Linked DNA regions of Mus musculus: all the other regions are linked to region 4. A link is a contact called in public HiChIP or PLAC-seq and promoter capture Hi-C data. All regions are on one chromosome and are shown on one strand. Each heading gives the region's core, a stretch centred on a gene start, on an enhancer-like site or on the middle of the called end of the contact. The rest is flanking DNA. Distances are from core to core; before and after follow the strand shown.

Region 1 (5,656 bases), core at 2,094-4,593, 250 kb after region 4:
CATAATGGTGCATGCCTTTAATTCCAGCACGTGTGAGTGAGCCAGAGGCAGTCAGATTTCTTTGAGTTAAAGGCCAACATGGTCTACGTAGTGAGTTCCAAGACAGCCACAACTACATAGTGAGATCCTGTGTCAAAACAAAACAAAACCCAAACAAACAAGCAAACAAAAAGATTTATTTACTTTTATTTTCCACGTATGAGTGTTTTGGCTGCATGTATGTCTGTGCACCATGTTTGTGAATGGTGCCCATGGAGACTGGGCGAGGACTTTGGATCCTCTGACTATAGTTCCAGTTGGTTGTGAGCCACCATGTGAGTGCTGGGAATGAAACTCCTGAGATAGCAGCAGAGCCATCTCCAGCCCCAGTGTTTGGTTTTTTAGAGAGAGTGTCTCAGGCTAGCCTTGAACTTGCTGTAATCCTTCAATCTCAACCTCTCAAATTCTGGCATTATAACCTCGGACTACCGTGCTCTATTTGGCTCATACTTTTTTTTTTTTTTTTTTTTTAATTTTTATGTAGCCACAAAGCTTTGGAAGCATGGTAAGCCAGGGTACTGGTGTCATCCAGAGACTGTGTCAAATTTCTCTTTTAATGTCTTTGTCTTCGGCTGGCTCATTGGACCTAGCAGGAGCTCATGCAGACTGATTCTGTAATAGGCGATACAGCTCCTTGTGCACAGCAGGCAAGACACTCTGTTTCAAGTTTGTCTTATAGATGAGAGGTCTAAATGGGCTGCAGATGCCACGAGTAAGTGCATGGTCAGATTTTATCATTAGCATCACCTCCTCAGCTCTCTCCTCTTAGCACATTTTAAAATGTATCTAAACCGGGCGTGGTGGCTCATGCCTTTAATCCCAGCACTTGGGAGGCAGAGGCAGGCAGATTTCTGAGTTTGAGGCCAGCCTGGTCTACAAAGTGAGTTCCAGGACAGCCCGGGCTACACAGAGAAACCCTGTCTCAAAAAAACAAAAAATAAAAAATAAAAATAAGAAAATGTGTTTAAACATTTTCTCCTCCTCTTCCTCCTTCTCCTTTTCTTCTTCCTTCTTCCCTCTTCATCTTCCTCTTCCTCGACCTCACCCCTAGCCCCCTTTCTCTTTCCTCTTCTTTTTGATTTTTTAAGACAGGGTTTCTGTGTAGCTCTGGCTGTCCTGCAACTCATGCTGTAGACCAGGCTGGCCTCTGACTTTCAGACATCCTCCTGCCTCTGCCTTCCTGAGCGCTGGGATTAAAGGCATGCACCCCCACCCCCACCCAGCAATTCAATATTTTCTGAAATTTGTATTTGTGTGTGTGTGTGTGTGTGTGTGTGTGTGTGTGTGTGTGCATGTACTCACAGAGGTCAGAGAGCAACTCTCTGGAGCCTCCCTTCTTCCATCATGTGAGCCCAAAGCATAGAAGTAGTATTGTCAGGAAAGTGGCAAGCATCTTTGCCAGCTGAGCCATCACTTTGGCACTTAAAATTTTAAGCTTTACCTAATCTTTGAACCTGCTTATAAATTACATCCTTTGAAAAATGTAACTTGGGGCTGGAACGATGGCTCAGCAGGTAAGAGCGCGACTGGTCTCTAATGAGATCTGGCGCCCTCTTCTGGTGTGTCTCAAGACAGCTACCGTGTACTTATGTATAATAATAAATAAATCTTTGGGCCAGAGTGAGTGGGGCTGACCGGAGTGAGCAGAGGTCCTGAATTCAAATTCCCAACCACATGATGGCTCAGAACCATTAGTACAGCTACAGTGTACTCATATACATTAAATAAATAAATAAATCTTTTTTAAAAAGAAAAGAAAAAAAAAAAAAAAGAAAAATGTAACTTGAAACGCTACAAGACTGGACCGGGGATCCAGCTCAGTTGCCAGAGGGCTTGCCTAGCATGCAGTCTGGGTTCAGTCCCAAGCACTGCCTGCCCCGGGGTGGGAGAGCTTCTCTGTAGTTCCGGCACTCAGGAGGAGGGTGAGGCTGGGGGATGAGGAGTTTAACATTATCTGTGGTTCCATAGCATTTTGAGTCCAGCCTGAGATACACACGATGGTGTTTCCAATAAAGGAAAAAGCCACAAGACACATGTATTAGCTATGCTTGAGAGACTCAAGCCCCCTCCCCATCTCTTTTTCTGCCTGTACTTCAGATTTAAGTCCATACTGTCCTAATTTTTTATCTCTTTTTAATAAATCCAACTTTGCTTCATACTGACTCATTCTGAAAATCTCTACGGTAAAAAACCAAACCACCCAACAAACAAAAACAATCCAACAAAATAAAACTCAACCAAAACTGTTGGCATTCCTTCTACGCTCTGCCCAACAGTTACCTAGCAACAGCCAGGTAGGCCTGACTCACTATAAAAGGGACAGTTTGGCTTCCCTTCACTCCCTCTGATTCTCTGACTCTCTTTTCTCTCTTACCTCCCACACCTTCTCTCTTCCCCCTCCCTCCCTCTCCCCTTCTCCCTCTCCTTTGTCTCCTCTCCTTCTCTGTCTCCTCCCTCTCTCTGCCTCTACTCCCTTCTCAACTCCCCTTCCCATGTCCCCAAATAATCTCTATTCTATACTAGACCCATGGGCCTGCTGAGGTATCCTCTCCCACCGCACCATTCCTCGCTCTACAAAACATATCCCTGACTCTACAAAACACATCCTAGTCTTTACAAAACACATAAAAAACCAACCCAGTTTCATTTGAGTTGAGGCTGCAGAAGAACTCAATAGGCGTGGACTATGTGTCTCCCCACTGCTGCTGACAATGAGCTTGCCAGAGGACTTCCCCAAACCTACCATGGCAATTGGAGAAACGGAGACTTTGGGCAGGATAGTGGGAATGAGGGCAGAATCTCCCCTCATCTAGCCAAAGGAAAAGGAGAAATCTGAAATGTGTAGACTGAGAACTAATTTTGTGCCCCAGAGCTCCTTGAGATTGTAAGAAAATAATTTGGGAAAGGAGGGCCAAAGATGCCATTTAAAAGACAGCTCTGGGAAATCCCTGTAGAGAAAGTACAGGAAGCTGCTGTGCTCGGGTGCCCTGGTTTTGTTTGTTCAGATCCCAGATCAAAGGATAGCAGAGGGAAGCCTCAGGAAGCCACAAATGCCAGCAAGTCAGTGGTGGGGTAACAACCCTCACATTCCAGTCCCAGCCTGTGGCAAGAACCTTTTCATGTGGCTTTAGTATCACAGAGGCTGAGTGGGCCAGTGGGCCACACATTGTGTTTTGGGGGAGGGGGGGCTAAGACAAGGGAGAAGGTCATGGGATGACCAACCAGCCACCACCTGCAGACACAGGAACAGCGTGCAAGCTCATTGGTGAGAGCTGGGATTGTTAACAAGGACAGTGTTCCCTTACTCCAGACTGACCAGTTTAGACCTCGTTTGAACCTACAGTGCTCATTTCCTCTTTGTGTTAAGAAATAGAAACTGAGGCCGGGCAGTGGTGGCACATGCCTTTAATCCCAGCACTTGGGAGGCAGAGGCAGGTGGATTTCTGAGTTCGAGGCCAGCCTGGTCTACAGAGTGAGTTCCAGGACAGTCAGGGCTACACAGAGAAACCCTGTCTCGTAAAACAAACAAACGAACAAAAAAAAAGAAGAAGAAATAGAAACTGCAGGAAGACTTTGACAGCATCTTAAAAATTGAAAACAATTATGTCTTAAAACCACGTACAGGTGTGTGTTAATTGAATGAAAATGGCTCTCACATGTTCATAGGGAGTGTGACTTTATTTGAAAAGATTAGGAGGCGTGGTCTTGTTGGAGGAAGTGTGCCCGGGGGGATGGGCTTTGAGGGTTCAGAAGCTCAAGCTGGGCTCATGACTCACAGTCTCTTGCTGCTGCCTGCTAATCCAGATGTAGAACTCTCAGCTACCTCTCCAGCACCATGTCTGTCCACATGCTGGCATGCTTCCTGCTATGACAAATAATACACTAAACTTCCGAACCTGTAAGCCAGCCCCAATTAAATATTTTCCTTTATAAGGTTTGCCATGGTCATGGTGTCTCTTCATAGCACCAAAAACCCTTAGACATGTGGATATGAATGTAGGTGCCCAGGAGGTCGGAGGCATCAGATCTCCTGAGGCCTGATGGTTACAGATGGTTGCGAGTTGCTATGTGGGAGCTGGCAATCACACCTGGGTCCTCTGGAAGAGCCACGGGTGCTTGTAAGTGCTGAGCTATCTCCACAGCTTTAAATGATAACTATGGCACATTCTTTTTCAGTGCTAGATGTGCCAGATATGGTTAACATGTTTTACATGTAATAATAATTCATTTGATCCTCAGAAAACTTATTTCATTTTTAATTTTTCAGACAGTTGCCCTGGCTATCCTAGAACTCACAGCACAAGACCAGGTTGGCCTCAAACTCCCAGAGACCTGCCTGCCTCTGACTCCTGAGCACTGGGATTAAAGGCCTGCACCCCCACCACCTGACTCTCAGGAATGATGAGAGCTCCTAACAGCACACCCTGGAATTCCCAGTTCAGCCGCTCTCAGTGCTGCAGCTCACAGGCAAGCAGTGGTGCATAGTGACTGGTTAGGTTCCTTCGGAAGCAAGAGCCTCCTGGAAGGCAGACGATGGGAGGAAGGTAATCAGAGGGTACAAATAGGACTAGCAGAAAGAGATAGAAGGGACCAAACTCCAAGAATAGGCACTGGGGAGCGGAGGGGGTGGGGGGGCTGGGCAGGAGAAGAAAAACAAAATCGACAACAAACTCCACTGAAAACTGCGGCATCTCCCGCAAATCTCCCGCAAAGGAATCCAGGCAGAAGGGATAAACCGCACTGGGGCGTGGTTGCTCGTGATCTTGCGCCTGTCATTTGGGTCTTGCTCTGCAGACCCTTAGGACCACCGGGCTCCAGCGCAACTATGAACTTGGAGCGGGTATCCAATGAGGAGAAGTTGAACCTGTGCCGGAAGTACTATCTTGGTGGATTTGCGTTCCTGCCTTTTCTTTGGTTAGTCAACATTTTCTGGTTCTTCAGAGAGGCGTTCCTCGCCCCAGCCTACACAGAGCAGAGCCAAATCAAAGGCTATGTTTGGCGCTCAGCTGTGGGCTTCCTCTTCTGGGTGATCATTCTCGCCACCTGGATCACCATCTTCCAGATCTACCGGCCCCGCTGGGGCGCTCTTGGGGACTACCTCTCCTTCACCATTCCCCTGGGCACTCCCTAACAACTTCATAAGCTGCTGATCTGTTCTTTCTCCCAGGATGAAGGCTTCTCTGCTCTAGGCTTTCCCTCAGACCCTGAAGACATCTGTTTCTCATTTCCCATCTGCCCCAATAAAGGACCCTAACTTAAAAAAAAAAAAAAAAAAAAAAAAAAAAAAAAAAAAAAAAGAATAGGCACTGGGGGTTGGGCTTTGGTTTGGCTGGTATGGGTTTTTCTGAGACAGAGTCTCACTATGCAGCTGCCCTAAGACTCTCTCTGTAGACCAGGATCACAGAGATCCACCCGAGCGCTGGAATTTAAGTTGTGCAGTGCTAGCAGAGGAGCTCTTCCAGGCCTGGAAAGTGAAGTTCCCTAGAGTTCACTAGGTTCCGGTGTTTTGGGCAGCAAGGAGGAGCCAAGGCTCGCCCTCAGATATGCCTCTATCATGTGTCCTCTCCTCCGGAGCCCTCACAGGCTTTCTCCTCCTCTTCCTCAAGGTGCCTTACAC
Region 2 (6,227 bases), core at 2,857-5,356, 190 kb after region 4:
CTGCTGACCCCTTAGTGTTCTTCATTCCAGGTTTCACTGTCATAATCTTGAACACATTTTGAATTACTTTCTTGGGATAACTTCTTGGAAGGAATCTGTAGGCCAGATATGGTCATCTTGATGACATGGGTTCAAACTGCCACATTGCTTTCTGAGATGATTGGTGTCATTCAGAGTCTCTAAATTTGAAATCCCTGGCTTCTGAAGAATGTGGAGCTAAAGAGAATGTTGAACCTATCTTGAGCCTCATGTGAACATCTCCAGTCTCTCCCTCCCTCCCTCCCTCCCTCCCTCTCTCTCTTTCCCTCCCTCCGTTCTTCCCTTCCTCCCTCCCTCCTTCTCTTTTTTTCCTCCCTCCCTCCCTCCCATCCTCTTTTCTTCTCTCTCCTTCCCTCCCCTCTTTGTGTGTGTGATTTCCCAAGTGAGTGAGACATGTTGTTCCTCACAGTAATTCCCTCTAGGCTGTTCCTGCCCAGGTATTCTGAAAAGGAGTCTGTTGATTCTTTATACTCCATAAGTAGAAATGGTTTATATAAATTAAGAATGACCTTTCCTCCTTCCTATATGTAAAGCCAACTCTACAGAAGAGGATCACATGTTGGCTATCCAAGCCCGACTTTAAAATAATATTGATTAAGCCTTTGTGAGTTGGCTGCTGGTAACACACCTGCATGCAGCCACCCATAGATACTGTTGTTAATAGCTTCCGATAGATTAGTCTGAATTCCTAGTCATTTAACCTAAATGGACAATTCCCATATGACAGCTCAGGTGTACAGAACCTAATAACAGTGCCCAAGTCAAAGAACACTGAAATTATATTGGATTAAAAATAAGTTGATGCAGTTGCCTAAAGTCCGCAGATATAAAGGGCTAGTATTTTCCTTGCACCTGCCTTTTACTTGGCTTACTACCATCAGAGTATATCATATGAGAATATGAATTCAGTAGCTGATGCGTGTCAGGAGAGATCTTTTGGGGAAACTAATAAAACATGCCTAATTGCATAAATGGTAAAGTGATTTCTAATGACCCCAAGTTTATAGATCCAGGAGATGAGGCCACTCTCAAAAGGGACGCTGTTTTTCTCTTCTAGCCTCTCCCTGTATCTTCTACTAAATTTGCAGTTCCCTTCTGACTTAATAGGGCACTCTGGGTTCATTGAATCAGGACAGAGTTGATTTTACCTATGTGAAATGGGATCACATCTTAGAGTGTTGACAAGAGGACTCAGTGGCACGAGGCATATAATCAAAACTGTTCCTTGGGCACAGGAAGTGTGCACTGAGTTCCTTAGGCTGGCACAGTAAAGTCACTTCTAAATAGAGAGATGTGAAACTGTGACCAAAGCTTAGGGAAGTGGAAATCGCAGAGTTGTCATCTCCTGGCCAGTGTACAGACCTACTCCAGGCCATGAGAAGAAGGGCTTCACTTTGTGGAATCCACACTGGAGACATCCCTGGAATGTGTGCTTCCCCCATGTGTTAGGTGTGCCAGGTATTTGTAGCTGTCAATGCAGTCATCTCTAGGTGGACCCAGTTTGTCAGTATTCAGAGCACACCAGTTGAATGTTTTGGGAATAAGCCAGAAGGGAGTGTGGGATGTCTTGTGGAGCGGTGAGAAGGTGTGTTGTTATAATTTAAAATTGGGTTGGAGAGATGGCTCAGCAGTAAAAGCACTTGCTCCTCTTGCAGAGGACCATGGTTTGATTCCCAGCCCCCACATGGTGGTTCAGAACCATCTGGAAACTACAGATGCAGGAGATCCGATGCCCTCTTCTAACTTCTTGGGGCACCAGGTACACACACATAGTGCACATGCGTACTTACAGGTAAAACATTCATACACATCAAATAAATCTTAGAAAATAAGAAAAAAATTAAAATGGAGAATTCTACAGAGAAACCCTATCTTGAAACAAACAAACAAACAAAAAAGGAGGATAAATATAAGTCCCATCAGTTAGGCTGTACATCTGGAATGTTGTACGTGGGGGCTGGAGTTGAAATCCAGAATGCCCAGTTCAGAAGTCCGCTCTCTTGCCAATGTACTGTAATCTCTAAGTCTTCGTTTATCGTGAGATAAAATGAAGGGTTTGCTTGAATGCTCATTGGACTATCTTCCTGCCTGACGTTGCCAGTGTAGCCATGGTTAGCTAAGAGGCTTCACTGTAAGATTCTGGAGTGCTTACTAATGTCACCTTGTAAAGCGGGCAGAGTTGTCAGTGGGCCCTGAGAACCAGATTGAGTCTTAGCTGAAGAAACTCACAGCTGCCCTGCCCTCACACAGTGCTGCCATTTACAGACTCTCACCTGGGAGAAAGATTCTTTTCCTCTCTCCCTCCCTCTCTCTTACACACACACACACACACTCCACTCCATGTAAATGTCTGACGGCGCCGGGCTGCGATCATAGCTACCCATGGTTGCTTTGGGCAGACACATCTGCTTAGACTCATGTGGCAAACCCGCTGCCTAAACAGGAAGGCAGAAGCTACAGATCAGTTGATAAGTGGGTCGGTGTGAAAACCTACTCGGTAGGAGCCATTCTGAATAGAGAGCCCTGGACTTCGACCACACCTGCGTCAAGCATGCATGACGTCATATATGCCGACCATTCCCTACATGCCAGGCGTGGGGAAAGTTCATTAACTCCCACAGAGGCTCATTTTCTTGCTTAAGTGTCCTGACTAGAGCCTCTGTTATAATCCTGAGTAGGTATGGTGGAAGAGGATATCCCTTTGTTCTTGCCGAGCGGGGAAAGACTCAGGTCTCCACAGTTAAAAACTGTGCTGGGAGGCCAGGTTTCCGTGGCTCATACCTTTAATCCCAGCGCAGAAGAGGCAGAGACAGACAGATAGCTGGGAGTCTTCATAGTGAGACCCCGGCTCAAACAAACAAGCAACAAACAAAAACAAAGAATTGCGCTAGGGGGCTGGCAAGATGGCTTAGCAGGTAAAGGTGTTTGCCACAAGTCTGACAACCTGATGACCTGAGTATGGAAGGAGAGAACTGACCTTCTCAAGTTGTCCTCTGACCTCTACGTGTGTACTGTGGCACGTCTCTCTCTCTCTCTCTCTCTCTCTCTCTCTCTCTCTCTCTCTCTCTCGCGCGCGCGCGCGCGCACACACACACACACACACACACACACACCACATACACACACCCACCTCCCCACACACACCCTAAAACAAATGTTAAAAGGTCAAAAAAGAGCCGGGCGTGGTGGCGCACGCCTTTAATCCCAGCACTTGGGAGGCAGAGGCAGGCGGATTTCTGAGTTCGAGGCCAGCCTGGTCTACAAAGTGAGTTCCAGGACAGCCAGGACTACACAGAGAAACCCTGTCTCAAAAACACCAAAAAAAAAAAAAAAAAAAAAGGTCAAAAAAGAGTGGTGAATCCCCCTCCATTCCCAGTCTGGTGCTTTTGTCATTGAAAGGCTGAGGGTTTTGACAGTGCTTGTTAATCATGTGGCTTTATTCGTTTTGTTTCTGTTTTTACTTTTTTGTTTTTCCTTTTTGGTCCATTCTATTGATGTAGTGCACTTTTCATGTCGAATGACTTTTGGCCATTAAGGCAACCTTGTATGCCCAGGATAAATATTACTTGGTTATTGTATTTAGTGTGCTTATTTTTTGCTTGCTTGAGTTTGATAGTATGTTGTCTTAGCTTTTTTAATTATGAGAGATTTGTCTGTAGTTTTCTTTCCTTGTGACACCTTTGTCTGGTTTTGTATGAGGATAATAATGCCTCAGAGGACGAGGCGGAGAATATCCCCACCTCTTGTGGTTTTGAAAGACTTGGTGTCAGTTCGTCCAACCCTTTTAGCATCTGGTAGACTTCTCTGGGGAAGCCACCTGGACCTGACTTTCTGTTTATATAGAAAGACTCACTCATCTTTTAATTTTATCTCTGCCATCTTTAGCTACACAGGCATTCTGGTTTGTCATCTTTCAACTGTGACTTTAGGTTATTTTCAGAATCGGGAAGGGCTCCATCACTCCTGAATTGGCTCCCCAACATTTTAGTGCTTGTTACTGGTGTTGGATGGAGGGCAGAATGGCTGCCAATGTGCTGCGGTTTCCTTCTGTCATATCCATTGGGCCCTCGGAAGTACCAGACTCTGCCAATCCACCCCGTTAGCCAGTGGATCAAAGTTCAGCTGTGAGGTTTTATATTTACGTCAACAGAACTGCCTTCCCCTATAAGTTCTGTCGTTCTAGGGAGTCTGGGAAGAAAGGAAAATTAGCACTGAATATCTCTAAGTGCCAGGCACTGTGGTGAAAGTCTGTGTGTTTATAATTATCCCCACCCTTTGGGGGAAATTAGAGATAGCTGCATTTATAATGGTTCTGATAGCTTAGTATTGCTTGGAATGCACAGTTGGCTGATTGCCCAGATGGCCTATTAGACTTTCTACAGTCTAATGTTTGGTCCTAGGAGGAGGGTGAGAGTACACGTAAGTAGCATTGTAGGTCAGGAAACTGCATCAGAGTTTCAGAACTGATAAAAGGACTGACTGATTTAGCAGCACAACTTTCCATACGTATATGCCAGAATGCTAAGTTGCTGTTTTACCGGAAGAGCGGGAAGAGTAAAACTGACAGCAAGTGCTTTGGAGTTCTGTGGCTGTGGCTGAGTGCACAACTTTGATCCCAGCACTTGGGAGGTAGAGGCAGGTGGGGATCTCTGTGAGTTTGAGGCCAGCCTGGTCTACAGAGCAAGTTCAAGCCCTGTATAGTACAGGGATACACAGAGAAACCTGTCTCAAAAAAAAAAAAATCTGAAGATGCAAACAGCCCTACATAGAAAGTCAGAGTTTACTCAGGGACCAGAAGAGTCAAAAGCCAGAGTAGAGAAAGTTCACTCGGGCCACTGTCTTAGAGATCATTGTGCAGGCCTGGAGTCTTCCTGCATCCCAGAGCCTTACACATGATAGGTAAGACAGCTGGAGAAGGTGTGTGTGTGTGTGTGTGTGTGTGTGTGTGTGTGTGTGTGTGTTTGTGAGAGACAGACAGACAGACACAGACACAGACAGACAGACAGACAGACAGAGAGATGTGTGTGTACATGTGTTTGGAGACCAGGTCTCTGCTGTATGGTCTTGGCTGGTCTAGAATTCATGCTCCTCAGTTCCCTTGTCCTGTCACCACCATGACGAGCTCCTTAGGAAGATTTGTCTGTTGTGCCAATACTGCGGTAAAAAGAAAACCAGAAATCATGTATTATATTCAGCCTTTCCATTTGACACAATATCTCAGACTTCCTTTGTATTTTGACGGAACCTTGCTGAAGACTACAAGCCAGTTACTTTGTAGAAGTTTCCTCAGGTTTGCTGTTAGTTCATGACTATTCTTTTTGTATATTTTGCTTGGCCGGGGTCTCACTGTCTAGTTCAGGCTAGCCTTATACTTGTGTTCCTCCCGGGCTACTCCCTCAGCCTAGGCTTATGCAACTATTCCGTGATTCCTCCCACTTTTCTCCACTGGATTTGTTTTTTAACATCTGTAGGTATTTATTTATCCCTGAATCAGTTACTGTGGTGGATGATTTCTTTGTATTTGTTACTTAAAAGATTTCCCCCCCCCCCATCAATTCTCTCTTTTTCTCTACTCTTTGATTTACAGATCATTGCAGAATATGAATTCTTTTTAAAATTATTTTTAATTATAATATAATTACATCAATTATATTATAATTAAAGTATAATTTCAATGAAAGGGAGAAACCCTTCCCTTTCCTGCCTCCAAACTCACCCCATGTGCTCCCCTGCTCTCTTTCAATTCATGGTCTTTTTTTTTTTCATTAACTGTCATTATATACATATGTATGTATGTGCACATATATTCCTAAACCTGACCAACATGCCAGACTGTTGATTCTTGGTTTTTACTTTATTCCGAAGCTTGCCATCCCAGGTTTACCGTGGGATTTTCTCCCACTGGCTCACTCTTGCATCCTTTTGATATCGTCTGTCATTCTTGGAGCAACTTTTTTCTGGAAGGAGTGAGGTATTCCAGGAGGCTGCTCTTTCCTTGACTCTGCCCTGGCACCAGCCATTTCAGTGAGCCTTAGTTCTGTTCAGGAGAGAATATATGTGGAAAACTAGAATTAGCTGCCAGGGATGGATTCACTTTGGCTTCTAGGGTCCATCTCTGTTACCATGTGTGCGCTTAGCCTGTTGATTCTGACTGCGCAGAGACACTCCGTACCTACTCTGGGTTCCCC
Region 3 (6,373 bases), core at 2,594-5,093, 170 kb before region 4:
ATGTATGTGCCTGTCACCCACAGAGGTCAGGAAGGGTGTATCAGAGTCCCTGGATTTAAATCTACAGAGAGTTGTGAAACACCAAGTATATGCTCCGGACCAAACCTAGGTCAGCAAGAGCAGCCTGTGGTTTTAATCACTGCACCATCTCTACAGCACCCTTTTTATTTCTATGCATGCATCTACTTGTGTCTGTGTGAGATTGTAGGTACCCATAGAGTCTACCAAGGGGTATTGGATCCCCTGGAGATGGTGGAATAGGGGTATTGGATCCCCCTGAGATGATGGAATTATAGTTGTTTGTGAGCCTTCTGATGTGGATGTTTGAAATAAAACTTCTCTGTAGATTGTCTGTAAGAGTCGTACCACTGAGCCATCTTTCCAGCACCTCATGAATAGTTTCTTTGTCTTCATATATATATCTCAGACAGCATTGTATAGGGATTTTTTTTTTTTTTTTTGAGACAGGGTTTCTCTGTGTAGGCCTGGCTGTCCTGGAACTCACTCTATAGACCAGGCTGGCCTCAAACTCAGAAATCCACCTGCCTCTGCCTCCCAAGTGCTGGGATTAAAGGTGTGCACCACCACTGCCTGGCAGGGATTTTCAATATCTTGTCTTTGTTGCCTTCCCATCCTTGGAGAGATGCCTGCCCTTTCCATGAGACTAGTTATGCCTGCAGTTCGTTCTTCTGTGGTACTGGGGTAGGGGCTGTGCTCTTCCCCTCTAGAAGAGCAATAAGTACCCTTATAGGTTGCTTGCTTGGTTGGATTGTCTGAGAAAGTGTCACTGTCCTGATGGCTGGATCTGGCCTTGCTACTAAGTGTTACAGTGATCCCTAAGAGTAGCTCCCTCAGCTTACTAGAGTCACCAAATACTGGCCTTGGCCACTGCCGGCCTGTCTGTTCAGCCATAGGCCCTTCGTTCTGACTGTTCTACCCCACACGCCTTGGCTTTTGTTTTGCCAGCATGCCAGCGTGGAGAGCACCGCATCCTCCGCCGCCTTCTCAGCAGCGGCGACCTCTGCTCCAAGTGCCCCGTCCTCAGGGGTTGTCCTGCCTGGGAGCATGAGCACTGTGAGCAGCCTGTGCCTGGGGGGGACCACTGTGAGCGTCCCTAGCAGCAGCACCAGGGCCACGGCCTTGGTGACCTCAGGTATACACCCCAAGCCTCTTAAAACCTCCTCAATAAGTGAACTTCCAGACCTGTGCCTCGACCCCTGAGCAGACCACGAACCTCATTGAGAAATGGGTGATCCATTGTGTTTGGGTTTTTCTCTTTTTAGGCAAAGCACCCCCAAACCTGCCTCAAGGGGTGCCTCCCCTGCTACACAATCAGTACCTCGTGGGCCCTGGAGGACTGCTTCCTGCTTACCCGGTGAGTAGGACTGAGGCTGAGGTGCTGGCACCTGGCAGGCCCTCCTGGTAAGAGAGGTGGTGGGTTAGGCCAGGGCTGCGAGCAGTCTGTCCCTGTCTCTATCTCATATCTGATGTATCCTTCTCCTTCTAAAACATCTGACCCAAGTCCCATTCTTGAGTGTGTCTGTTTTGGCTCCCTCTGTGTCTGTGTCTGTGGTCCCTAATGTACCCACCGATTCTCTTGCAGATTTACGGTTATGATGAGCTCCAGATGCTGCAGTCACGGCTGCCAATGGTGAGTGACAGATGCTTAGTGAGGACCTCGGCAGTAGAGGCTCTCGACTTGCTTGACAGCCACTATGCTTGGCCTTCAGAATCCTCAGCTATGGATCTCCCCCAAACCACTATGAGACGCTGTGTCTAGTGGTGCTATGCTTTGTTTGACCATTGTCTTGGCAGATAAAGGTCATTGCTCATCCCTGGGGAATGAGGGACTCTGGAACCCTGAGCATTCACTGTAAGACATGCATAGCTCGTACCAAATGTATTATCTTATTTTCCTGCTCCATTAAAAACAAAACAATACAACAACAAAAACAACCAAATACTAAAAACAGCTGAACATGGAGATATGTTCCTGTAATCCTGGCATTTGAGAGACTAAGCTTGAGTTCAAGACTAGCCTAGAAGCCGGTGATGCACACCTTTAATCCCAGCACTAGGGAGGCAGAGGCAGGCGGATTTCTGAGTTCGAGGCCAACCTGGTCTACAAAGTGAGTTCCAGGACAGCCAGGGGTATACAGAGAAACCCTGTCTCGAAAAACCAGGGCGGGTAAAAAAAAAAAAGACTAGACTAGGCTACATTCTGAGAACAAACTTATCATACAATCTAAGACTTGTGAGTTGTGCCTGGAAATGTCATACTGTCTTCCTCTCATGCTTGGGCACAGGGCTGCATTCACGAGGAGAGCATTGCTGTTCTGCCCTAGGAGGAGGAGCAGCGTACCCTGGCTGACTTTATAAAGTATCATCTGGGTCTAGCCTTCGCCCTTACTTACAAGAATGCTGGCCCAAGTGCTGCTACTACTTCACCTCGTCCAGGGTTGTCTGTCCTCTGACCCTGGGCCTAGGAATAAAGTAATGGATACTGTGGGAAAGCCACCGTGAGATGAGAAGCAAGGAAGCAGGGGCAGGCCATCTCCACACAAGCAAGAGTGCCCTCTAGGTAGACAGTCTCAGCCTTATACTTTGTAGGGAATCTGTCAGTCACAGACACAGAATGTGGTCTTTGATGTTCTCAGAGGATGTGACTGCCCGGGCACGGGCTGCCTGTGCTTGCTGTCGTGCCTACTTCTTGCCTACACCCACTCCTGTTGCTGGGTTCCTTGTCTTCTGCCAGGCCGCCCAGAGTGAGCCGCTGCAGGTAGCGCCTCCACTTGATCGAGTGGAGTCCTGTCTGAGGGAGAGGCTGGCTGAGGGTCTGTTGAGTCTAACAGGATGTAGAAGGACCCCTGGGTAGCATCCAAGATAGCCTGAAGTGACACTCACAGCTGCATCTGTCCTTAGGGGCTTTTCTTGCCTCTCCACCCATACCATGAGTCTCCTTTTCCTTGGATTTTCTGGGTATACAAGTTGGGCTAGGATTTCTGCAGATGCACCATTGTGTGCCTAACCACAGGACAGAAGCCATCGTATCCCTGCAGCTGAAGTGTCACAGTTGTAAGCCGCCACATAGGTTACTGGAAGAGCACCCAGCTTTTTTAACCACTGAGCCATTTCTCCAGCCTCTCCCTTTTCTGTTTTAAAAGTTATATCTTAGAGGACATCTTTAGAGAGTCCGCAGTGGAAACAAGCTTTACATTTTTTCTTGGGTCGTGTTTAGCCTTTCTTTGGGGCTAAACTGCTGCCTTTGGATTTCCTTGTCTGTGAAGGTGCTCCCTTGTGGGCCTCCTTCCTACTAGTCTCCTTTGTCTCCAGCTAGTCCCTGCAAGTTCCTTGTCATTTGGCTAGTTCTTTTTGCCTCTTAGAATTCTGGCTGAGGATTCCATGTTTTCTTGGAGTTTGCCTAGACCTGCAGCCTAAGGAATGTGAGAGCCATTCCCAGCTATGTGTTCTTGACTAGCGTGACTCAGCTCAGACGGCCCAGGGCCCTGGGTGGTGAGGGCCAGGGCAGAGTTTCTTCCTCCAGAGTGCAGCTTTGGTGGCCTGTGTTTGCACTGTTGTACCTGCCATTCTCCCCTGCCATTTAGCTCTGTTGCTGTAGCTAAAGGAGTTGGCAGAAGCTAGACCCATGGTCTTATGCCTGCCTAGCATTGCTTTCTGCCCCTCTTTAAGTCTCTTAGGCTTGGCCTCTTTTACCATTCCCATGGCTGTTCCTTTAGTCTCTCACTCAGTAAGGACCAGTACAGTTGGTTTGGCCTGTAGCATTTACCAAGTCTCCGTATGTGCTGTGAAAAGAGTTGTGAGATTGATTGTGTCTGGTTCAGGCATTAGGGTTTGGCAATCTGCCCACATGCTGTCAGCTAAAGCAGAGGTTCTGAGCTGCACACACCCAGGGTACTGTCATACATGCAGCTCTCTGGACAGCTGCCTGTTCTGGGAGTGTGGCATCACCCAGAGTGTGCATACATGTTCTGCCACCTGGATCTGCTCTCTGGGGATGGGGTGAGACCATTGCTCAGTGAGTCTCCTTGGTCTTTCCTAGGATTACTATGGAATTCCCTTTGCAGCACCCACAGCCCTTGCCAGCCGAGATGGGAATCTAGCTAATAATCCATATTCAGGTTAGTTGGCTCAGCGGGCAAGAGTTGGGGAGGTGATGGGCTGTCCTGTCTAGCCACAGGAGGCCAGAAGGTGGATGAGGCGGGCTGAGGCAGTCTTTGAAGGTGTGAGTACTTGAGCTGGCAGTATGAGCTATTCCTGTTTGTAACAGCTAGCCTGGCCTTTCCCCTGGTAATACAAGGGTCGTTGTTCTTCTAGGTGACGTCACAAAGTTTGGCCGAGGAGACTCTGCATCCCCTGCACCTCCAACGACCCCAGCTCAGGCCCAGCAGAGCCAGTCTCAGACCCACCACACGGCCCAGCAGCCCTTTTTGAATCCTGGTCTGCCACCTGGCTACAGCTATACCGGCCTCCCCTACTACACAGGCGTGCCCAGTGCCTTCCAGTATGGGCCTACTATGTTTGTGAGTATTTCCTGGGCTATGGGTTCTTCAAAAGTTGAAACTTTGGGGATGTTTTCCAGCATCTATCAGCAGCAGATGATGCAGCCACGAGCCCATTGAGTTGCAGCCAGCCTTGGTTCAGGGGTCAGATTGTATTTCCCAGCTCCTTTAGATTCATCATGGATTGCACTTAGGAAACTAGTGGTTCTCTGCGTTCTGACTTATTTTTGCCTGACGCTCAAGCCAAGGCTGATCTCCTCTTTGCATTATTCTTACACTCAAACCTCGCCTGTTTGTCCAATCAGGTCCCTCCAACCTCAGCGAAGCAGCACGGTGTGGCCCTCAGCACTCCCCCGACCCCTTTCCAGCAGGCCAGTGGCTATGGGCAGCACGCTTACAGCACAGGTAAGGACTGCATCACTCCCAGTACTGAGCGGCACATGCTCAGAGAGACCTGCTTAGCCCACACATGCCTCTTGTGCCCTGTCATCCTAGGTTATGACGATTTGACCCAGGGGACGGCAGCAGGAGACTACACCAAGGGTGGCTATGGTGGATCATCTCAGGCACCAAACAAGTCGACTGGTTCTGGGCCTGGCAAAGGTAATGTCAGCTCCTCTCCGGGACTGGAACCTGGAGTAGTAGTCTCCTGTGTGACAGCTGTTTTTTTTCCTAGGAGTGTCAGTATCTTCAGGCACTGGCTTACCTGATATGACTGGTTCCGTCTACAACAAGACACAGGTGAGGTCGCACAAAGGTGGGCACAGTTAGATGGGCGAAGAGTGCAGTTCAACCTGACGGCATTGCCATCTTTATCCTACAGACTTTTGACAAGCAGGGATTTCATGCCGGGACTCCTCCACCATTCAGCCTGCCGTCTGCCTTGGGCTCCACCGGGCCCCTGGCCCCTGCAGCGGCCCCCGGCTACGCGCCTGCCCCGTTCCTGCACATCATGCCGGCCCACCAGCAGCCCCACTCCCAGCTGTTGCACCACCACCTACAGCAGGATGCCCCGGTGAGCGCAGTGATGGAGGCAGCCTCCCCACGTGGGGCCTGGGGTTCTGTTCCAGCCTTTATAGCCTTTTCTCCTCTTCCTCCTCAGAGCGGCTCTGGTCAGCGCAGCCAGCCCAGCTCCCTTCAGCCCAAGTCTCAAGCCTCCAAACCCACCTACGGCAGCGCTCCATACTGGACAAACTAGACCCTGAAAAGGAGGGGGTGGGCTCTGGGCAGGAGGGAACACATGGAGCACCTTCCTGGAGCCCCGTGCCCTTGCTGGGATCCTGAGACAACTGTCAGCTGAGCCCTGTGGGAAGCCTGCCTCCCAGACCCTCTGCTGTGTGTAATGTATTTATGTATGTACTTGTAAATGTGATACAAGCCTGGAGGAGCTGGGCTGTGGTCACGGGTAGCACACAAGTGTGTGCTCCCAGTCCAGACACCCTTACCATAGCCAAGTAGGCCCCACTCCGACCCCTCTGCCTTCAGATCTTCCATGTGGCCCCAGCTCAGTGGGCTGCTGGGTGTGCCACTGAAGGACTGGTGGTTTGGGGCCAGGTCAGTACCAATGAAGAATCACGACTTATCTCATTCCCTGTGAACCATTATGTTTTCTCCTCTGTAATTACTTCATCCTTGTGTTTGAAAAACTGATCCTTCTGTCATTTGTCATGGTCCCTCTTCTAACAAATCTTAATCTGGAAACAGAAGAAATAACCCCTGTCCAGCAGAAGCCTGTCCGTCTGCGCACAGCAGAAGCCTGTCCGTCTGCGCACAGCAGGGCTTCCGCTTTGGGTCTGGTCCTGCTCTGGGGACTTGTCTTTCTAACCAACATTTAAAAACAAAATCTGCACTAG
Region 4 (5,791 bases), core at 2,871-5,370:
GGCACCCAAGGGTATGACCTCTGCTAGCTTTGGGCTTTATACTGTCAAATATACTATGCAACAAGAATATAAATAACATACAGGAACAATTAAATAACACACACACACACACACACACACACACACACACACACACACACACACACACACACTTCTCATGCCCTCACACAAAACAAGCCCTTATATATAGTCCCAGATGCTCGAGAGACTGAATCAAGAGGTTTGAAGGCAGCAGGGCAACATAGAAACATTTGTTTCAAAACAAAACAGCAAACCTCCCTCCTTACATTGAAAAGCCCAATGTTTCAAGTGTCCACTTCTGAAACCCTGACAGGCTGTTGAGACTCAGTGGGCCTCAGTTTGCTTACTTGTTAAATAAGGATGAGGCTCAGAGACAGAGGAGTTTCTGTGTTTACTACTATTATCATTTCCCTGTGATAGAACGGGCTGGGTAGTGTCTGCTAACCAGACACCTAGCTCCAGCTGAAGGGAAGGTCAGAGCAAAGGCTCATGGGTGTGAACCAAAGGTAGAGGAGAGGGCAAGGCTGGGAGAGCTGGAGGCACCATTGCCCTGGTCCTCTGGCCTGGCCTGTGCCCTGAATGGTTGACAGAGTGTTCTGGCACCATCCTAGTATCTCTTCTTTTCCATCCACTCTCCAGACATGACCTCGCCATCCTTTAAAAATCATGATGTACTAGCTCCCTAGCCCAGTCCTGTCTCCAGAGACTTCAGACTCCCATGTATGGCCTCCTAACAGGCAGACTGTCAGCTTTTTTAAAAAAGATTTTTATTTATTTTATGTATATGAGTGCTCTATCTGTATGTACACTTGCATGCCAGAAGAGGGCATCAGACCTGTTATAGATGGTTGTGAGCCACCATGTGGTTGTTGGGAATTGAACTCAGGACCTTTGGAAGAGCAGCCAGTGCTCTTAACCACTGAGCCATCTCTCCACAGCCCCAGACTGTCACCTCCAACGCCTCTTCTTCTCCTCAGTAAATGGCAAATTCAGTCTTTCAGCTGCTCTGGTGACAAACTTTGAAATCATCCCTGCCTCTTCTCTCTCACACATCCCACACTGCAGCTGTCAACAAATCCCTTAGGTATTATTATCTGCAAAACATATCCAGAATCCAGCCCCACCACACACCACAGACACTGCTGTCTCTCTTGGATGGCACTAGTGCGTGATAGCCTCATCTTAAGATGCTCGTCCTTGCAGTCTTAATATAGGGTCTGGATCCCTTATTTATTTTTATTACTTCAAATTTCCGTTTTTTGTATGTGGGTGGTGCATACCAGTGGAAGCCGGAGGGGCAGGGTCCCTCTGGAGCTGGAGGAGGTTGTGTGGGTGTTGATTTGGGTGCTGAAACTAAAGTTGGGTCTTCTGGAAGGACAATGGGTGCTCTTGAGTTAGATCTTACACATTACTCTACCCAAAGCTTTCCATTGGCCAGTAAAGCCTGAGCTGACCCCATTAAATCCCAGTATCTTTTGGACAGCTGCTCTTCCCTGTTACTGGCTCCCCCATGGCCTTTGGATCTTGCTGTTTCTCCACAGTTTATGGTAATGGCTCCGCAGCAGAGCCCTTTGCTGTGGCTTTCCCCCTCTGCCTGGAATAGTTTTCCTTTGGGTAGTTGCATGGTTTGCTTTCTCCCTGTGTCTATTTAACAACAAACAGAGAAAAGGATCAGCAAAGAAATGAAAACGTGGGCTGGCGAGATGGCTCAGTGGGTAAGAGCACCCGACTGCTCTTCCGAAGGTCCAGAGTTCAAATCCCAGCAACCACATGGTGGCTCACAACCATCCGTAACGAGATCTGACTCCCTCTTCTGGAGTGTCTGAAGACAGCTACAGTGTACTTACATATAATCAATAAATAAATCTTTAAAAAAAAAAAAAAGAAATGAAAACGTGACAAGAATATGGTTTGTAACTGCTACTAAAATGTTTGAACTTCCAGGCCCTGGTGGGGCACACCTTTGATCCCAGCATTCAGGAGGCAGAGGCAGGCAGATTTCTGAGTTCAAGGCCAGCCTGGTCTACAGAGTGAGTTCCAGGACAGCCTGGGCTACATACACAGAGAAACTGTCTCGAAAATAATGAAACAAAACAAAAAGGTTGAACTACAGTACTTTCAGGAGGATGGGTGAGTACACCCCACGCTCCGGCTTAGGGTTCTATACTGCTCTCTAGTGGCCACTCTAGAAATAAAGTCCTGTCTTCTGAGAGGTTCAGCTTGTTGTTTCATTTTCTTGTCCACTTCACAGGACCTGTTGGACCATCCTGCCCTACAGAGTTTTCAAAAGAGCTCTGTCCTGTGGGTCTGTGGGGAGCACACACGGTACCTAGTGAGATCCCAGATTCTCAGCTGTTCATGTGGAACCTTGGGAAAGTAACTTGACATACTTTCTGCAGCTTTGAGGAGTGAGAGATGAACGTGGTGGTCAAGCTTGGTGCCCATGAGGTGGTTATCTTGGTGACTGCTACAAAAGGTTCCTGGGAAAGGGTGGAGAGATGGACTTTAGACTCCTTTACTCGAAACTCTGCTGTGTTGGCACAGCAGGAGATCAAAGTGGGGTCAGTGAAAGCTCCAGCCTTGCCAGGGCCACCTGACCACAGCTCCATTTCTCCCCACCCCCATGCCACCTGCTGAGACTGTGCAGGTCTGGGCTGGTGGCTTAGCTGCTCTGATGCCCTGTGGCATGCCGACTCTCCACTTCCCCTTATGATGGCTTGGCACAGCACACAGGTGAGAATCATTGGCTCACTGGGAGGTAGCAGAATCTGCCCAGCACATGGGTAGGAACCATCACTCCCGCCCTATGGATGCTGAACCCGATACCCACTGTAGGCAAAGTGTCTGGGTCAGAGGAACCTGGTCACCTTGGTGTTCAGTTGGGCTCTCGGCCCCCACATCTCCTAAGTCTATTCGCCAGAAGAACAAGCTACAGGCTTCCTGGACCATAGGAAAGGAATTCCAAGTGAGTTCTACTCATGGAAGCTAGGGCCCCAGCTCACTCTTTGAAGACGTACCTTCTTCCTGACCCTCACCAGCCCTGATCCCTGATTGGGGTCACACAGTGTTATCCCAATGACTGTTTCTTTCAAGCTTGTAAGCTGAGGGACCAGAGTGGCTTCCAGAATTCCTGTGGAACCCTGGGTTCTAAAATGCCATGAGCGATGGTACAGAAGATGTATGCAGAGGCCATGTGCTGTGTGAGAACTTTCTCTTGGGTGTGGGCGACTAAGGTTAGGTCAGTGAAGACCGAGGTGCTGGCCTGGTCTGGTCATGTCTCTTTTAGAAGAGGAGTTGAGTTTCCCTTTCAGTCAGGAATTCAGAAGTCTAGCCGTATGGGAAGGGATCCTCAATACGGTCAGGCAGGACCCAGAGCTGTCTCTCACAGACCTGCCAGCAGGGAGGCTTCTCTTCAGCTGTACACAAAGCATCTCTCTGTTCACTTGGACGGCCCTAAGGTTGAAAGGAGCCAGCCATGCTGGACAGTGAAATTACTAAGAACTCAGTCTCTGGAACTCTCCGACCCATAGACTAGTGAAGAAGACCCATGAGAAGCCTTCAATGGGGCCTGGGCTCCTCTTGGGGACAAGAGAGAAACAAGCTTCCTGGTGAGCCTTGGCTTATGATCCTACTTCCCTGACCCGAATTTCTGCCTTAGAGGCAGCCCCACCATCTCAGCTGAGCTACTTCTGTAGCCTCCTGGGCTTCTTGCCTCAAAGCAGCCTTCGCGTTCTCCCCCACACACTTCTGCCTGAGGTCAGGGGGACAAGTCTATGATGACATTCAGACCTTTCTCTTTTTAATTTTACGATGGCTTGGGAAGGCAGAACTTTTTAAAAAAATGTTACATTTTAAAATTTTAATAAAATTTAAATTAATACATTTTATTATTTTATTTTGCTGTATGAGAGTATCAGATGCCCTGCAACAGGAGTTACAGACAGTTGTGAGCTGTCATCTGTGTGTTGGAGATTGAACCCTGGGTCCCCTAGAAGAGCAGCCAGTGCTCTTATCTGCTGAGTCATCTCTGCTGATACAGCCTTGCTGCCTGCTTTTGCCTATGGCCTCATGACTCAGAAGCTAGTCGCCGTCTATCAGCCTCAGGCCTCAGCACTAGCTCTCCTTTGTCTCTCACCAGATGTCATTGTATCCACGACTAGTGTAGACAAAAGACACACTCTTCCCAGACCTGAGTGTTGTGCTCACAGACGCTGCATCTCTGATGCCCAGGTTGTGACTCCTGTAACCCTCACATCCCAGGCCAAGCAGGAAGGCCCCACTCTACCAATTGGCGGTGCTAGAATTCCCTGGGCTCTGATCCTCAGCTCAGAAGTCAGAGTTCCCTTTCTTGCATGCACAAATCACCCTCTCAGACCCTGGACGACAGCTGTTGACTTCCTGTTCTGTGTGAGGCCACAGACCCTGTACTGAACAGGCCCAAGAGACTGACTCTGCTCTTCCCATCACTTGTCTCCTGTCACCTGTCCCTGCTGCCATGTCCCCGTAATTTCCATGGAGACTGGTTTTTCCTTTAGCCTTCCGTGTCTCTCAGCTGGGTTTGGTGAGAGCCTGCAATGCCAGCACTTAGGCTGAGGAAGGACTGTCGAGGGTTTAAGATCTGAACGGCTTAAGCAACTTAGCGAGATCCTGTCTCAATAAACAAAATACAAGTAAAAATTAAGTGCCTTGTTTAATGATTTCAAGTTTTGGGAGGCTCAAAGTTTATTTTAAAGCAAAAAGAAGCCAGGTGGTAGTGGCGCATGCCTTTAATCCCAGCACTCAGGAGGCATAGGCTGGTGGATCTCTCTGAGTTTGAGGCTAGCCTGGTCTACAGGAGCGAGCTCCAGGGCAGCTAGGGCTACACAGAGAAACCCTATCTTGAAAAAACAAACCAAAACCAAAAGACAACAACAAAGATAAGTCCAGCCTATGGAGAAGAGGGGCCACACAGATGGGCACAGTGGAGACTGAAGAAGGCCTACAGTAGGATGCTTGGCGTAAACTCTGGACTGTCCACATACTTTGAATATTTGAACAGTGGTTCAGAGCTCAGATGCAGAGAGAGTCAGCATGGCTGCTGAAAGCCTAGGAAAAAAGCAACCCAGTACCGCTGTCTATGCGAGAGTCTCTACCAACCACAGAGGACTTAGGGCTACAGTGGACATGGTCATAGACCCACATTGTGAACATGGCGAGAGAGCTGGTCCCAAGTTCTTACCATTATGAGAGACAGTTAAACTGTCCCGGGGTAGGCTTGGTGACATGCTGAAAGAATGCCAGGGATTTGAGAAAACGGAACTCTATAAAGCAACCTAACCAGTCTAGAGACATCCGGGAGCTTTTGGATAAGATGGGTAGGTTTAAGACACACGATTGCAGACATAGTTTTACCAATGGTCAGGGCTTCACGTCTTTCCTCATGAGGAAGGTGAGGCCCACCAGAACAAATGGGACAACCAGACTATGGCTAGGTGCCACAAAGTCAGTTTGGGATAAAAATTCTGATTTATCCAAATAAAAGCTGATACTCCCCCAATCTCTTAGTAATCACAGTGATATGTGAGGAGCCTCTTCAAACACATGATTAAAAATCCAGTGGCCACACAGCCAGAGGTCTGTGGACAGGCCCAGACAGGGGGTTCTGACACACTCATGCTTTGGCTGTATCAGGACAAGACAGCACGTGTGCTGGGGTTCTGCCAGGCAGGAGGAACGAGCATGATTTATCTGCTGGCAAATGAGTCTCCTCCAATACACAGAATCATTCTTT

The links. HiChIP or PLAC-seq counts read pairs in DNA pulled down with a chosen protein or histone mark. Capture Hi-C pulls out chosen DNA fragments and counts their contacts.
Region 1: a contact with region 4 is called in an HNF4G HiChIP or PLAC-seq map of pancreatic cancer cells. The contact joins two enhancer-like sites. A contact is called at or near these places in 19 of 39 promoter capture datasets (the 3T3-L1 cell line, 3T3-L1-derived adipocytes, the C10 cell line and 12 more), 3 of 15 datasets of contacts at CTCF or cohesin (embryonic stem cells, large pre-B cells and pro-B cells), 27 of 484 Hi-C or Micro-C datasets (the G1E-ER4 cell line, the HL-1 cell line, the HPC-7 cell line and 12 more), 13 of 115 datasets of contacts at active chromatin or transcription factors (the HPC-7 cell line, bone marrow-derived macrophages, cardiomyocytes and 6 more) and 2 of 9 other capture datasets (adipose tissue and embryonic stem cells).
Region 2: an HNF4G HiChIP or PLAC-seq map of pancreatic cancer cells shows a contact between it and region 4. The contact joins two enhancer-like sites. A contact is called at or near these places in 1 of 484 Hi-C or Micro-C datasets (nephron progenitors), 1 of 115 datasets of contacts at active chromatin or transcription factors (pancreatic cancer cells) and 3 of 9 other capture datasets (adipose tissue, liver and pancreatic islet).
Region 3: a promoter capture Hi-C map of adipose tissue shows a contact between it and region 4. The contact joins two enhancer-like sites. A contact is called at or near these places in 12 of 39 promoter capture datasets (the C10 cell line, the HPC-7 cell line, cranial neural crest and 8 more), 1 of 15 datasets of contacts at CTCF or cohesin (large pre-B cells), 4 of 484 Hi-C or Micro-C datasets (bone marrow-derived macrophages, embryonic stem cells and hematopoietic stem cells), 7 of 115 datasets of contacts at active chromatin or transcription factors (cardiomyocytes, embryonic stem cells and microglia) and 5 of 9 other capture datasets (adipose tissue, embryonic stem cells, embryonic trunk and 2 more).

What each region holds. Positions count from the first base shown.
Region 1 is chr4:40,774,773-40,780,428 of GRCm38.p6, reverse strand. It overlaps Gm34213 (a long non-coding RNA gene), which reads right to left. Exons shown (of 3, transcript XR_390479.3): 3 at 3,653-3,901. It also overlaps the pseudogene Psenen-ps. Among named protein-coding and RNA genes, the nearest start is that of Gm34213, 4.6 kb to the right of the region's middle. Within about 2 kb of position 3,343, at least 65 of the 459 cell types and tissues checked have an H3K27ac peak or open chromatin away from gene starts, as enhancers often do. A contact at or near this core is called in the G1E-ER4 cell line, the HL-1 cell line, bone marrow-derived macrophages and 2 more, where this site is marked.
Region 2 is chr4:40,835,735-40,841,961 of GRCm38.p6, reverse strand. The region is part of intron 1 of B4galt1 (UDP-Gal:betaGlcNAc beta 1,4- galactosyltransferase, polypeptide 1); the gene reads left to right. Among named protein-coding and RNA genes, the nearest start is that of Mir5123, 11 kb to the left of the region's middle. Within about 2 kb of position 4,106, at least 123 of the 459 cell types and tissues checked have an H3K27ac peak or open chromatin away from gene starts, as enhancers often do. A contact at or near this core is called in adipose tissue and pancreatic cancer cells, where this site is marked.
Region 3 is chr4:41,194,496-41,200,868 of GRCm38.p6, reverse strand. It overlaps Ubap2 (ubiquitin-associated protein 2), which reads left to right. Exons shown (of 29, transcript NM_026872.1): 20 at 967-1,153; 21 at 1,284-1,375; 22 at 1,604-1,651; 23 at 4,061-4,139; 24 at 4,336-4,541; 25 at 4,826-4,925; 26 at 5,016-5,123; 27 at 5,197-5,261; 28 at 5,344-5,535; 29 at 5,623-6,373. The coding sequence ends at 5,718. Among named protein-coding and RNA genes, the nearest start is that of Gm22888, 5.5 kb to the left of the region's middle. Within about 2 kb of position 3,843, at least 50 of the 459 cell types and tissues checked have an H3K27ac peak or open chromatin away from gene starts, as enhancers often do. A contact at or near this core is called in adipose tissue, where this site is marked.
Region 4 is chr4:41,024,895-41,030,685 of GRCm38.p6, reverse strand. Nfx1 (nuclear transcription factor, X-box binding 1) reads right to left here. Exons shown (of 24, transcript NM_023739.3): 24 at 4,694-5,791. Among named protein-coding and RNA genes, the nearest start is that of Aqp7, 20 kb to the left of the region's middle. Within about 2 kb of position 4,120, at least 79 of the 459 cell types and tissues checked have an H3K27ac peak or open chromatin away from gene starts, as enhancers often do. A contact at or near this core is called in the G1E-ER4 cell line, the HL-1 cell line, adipose tissue and 3 more, where this site is marked.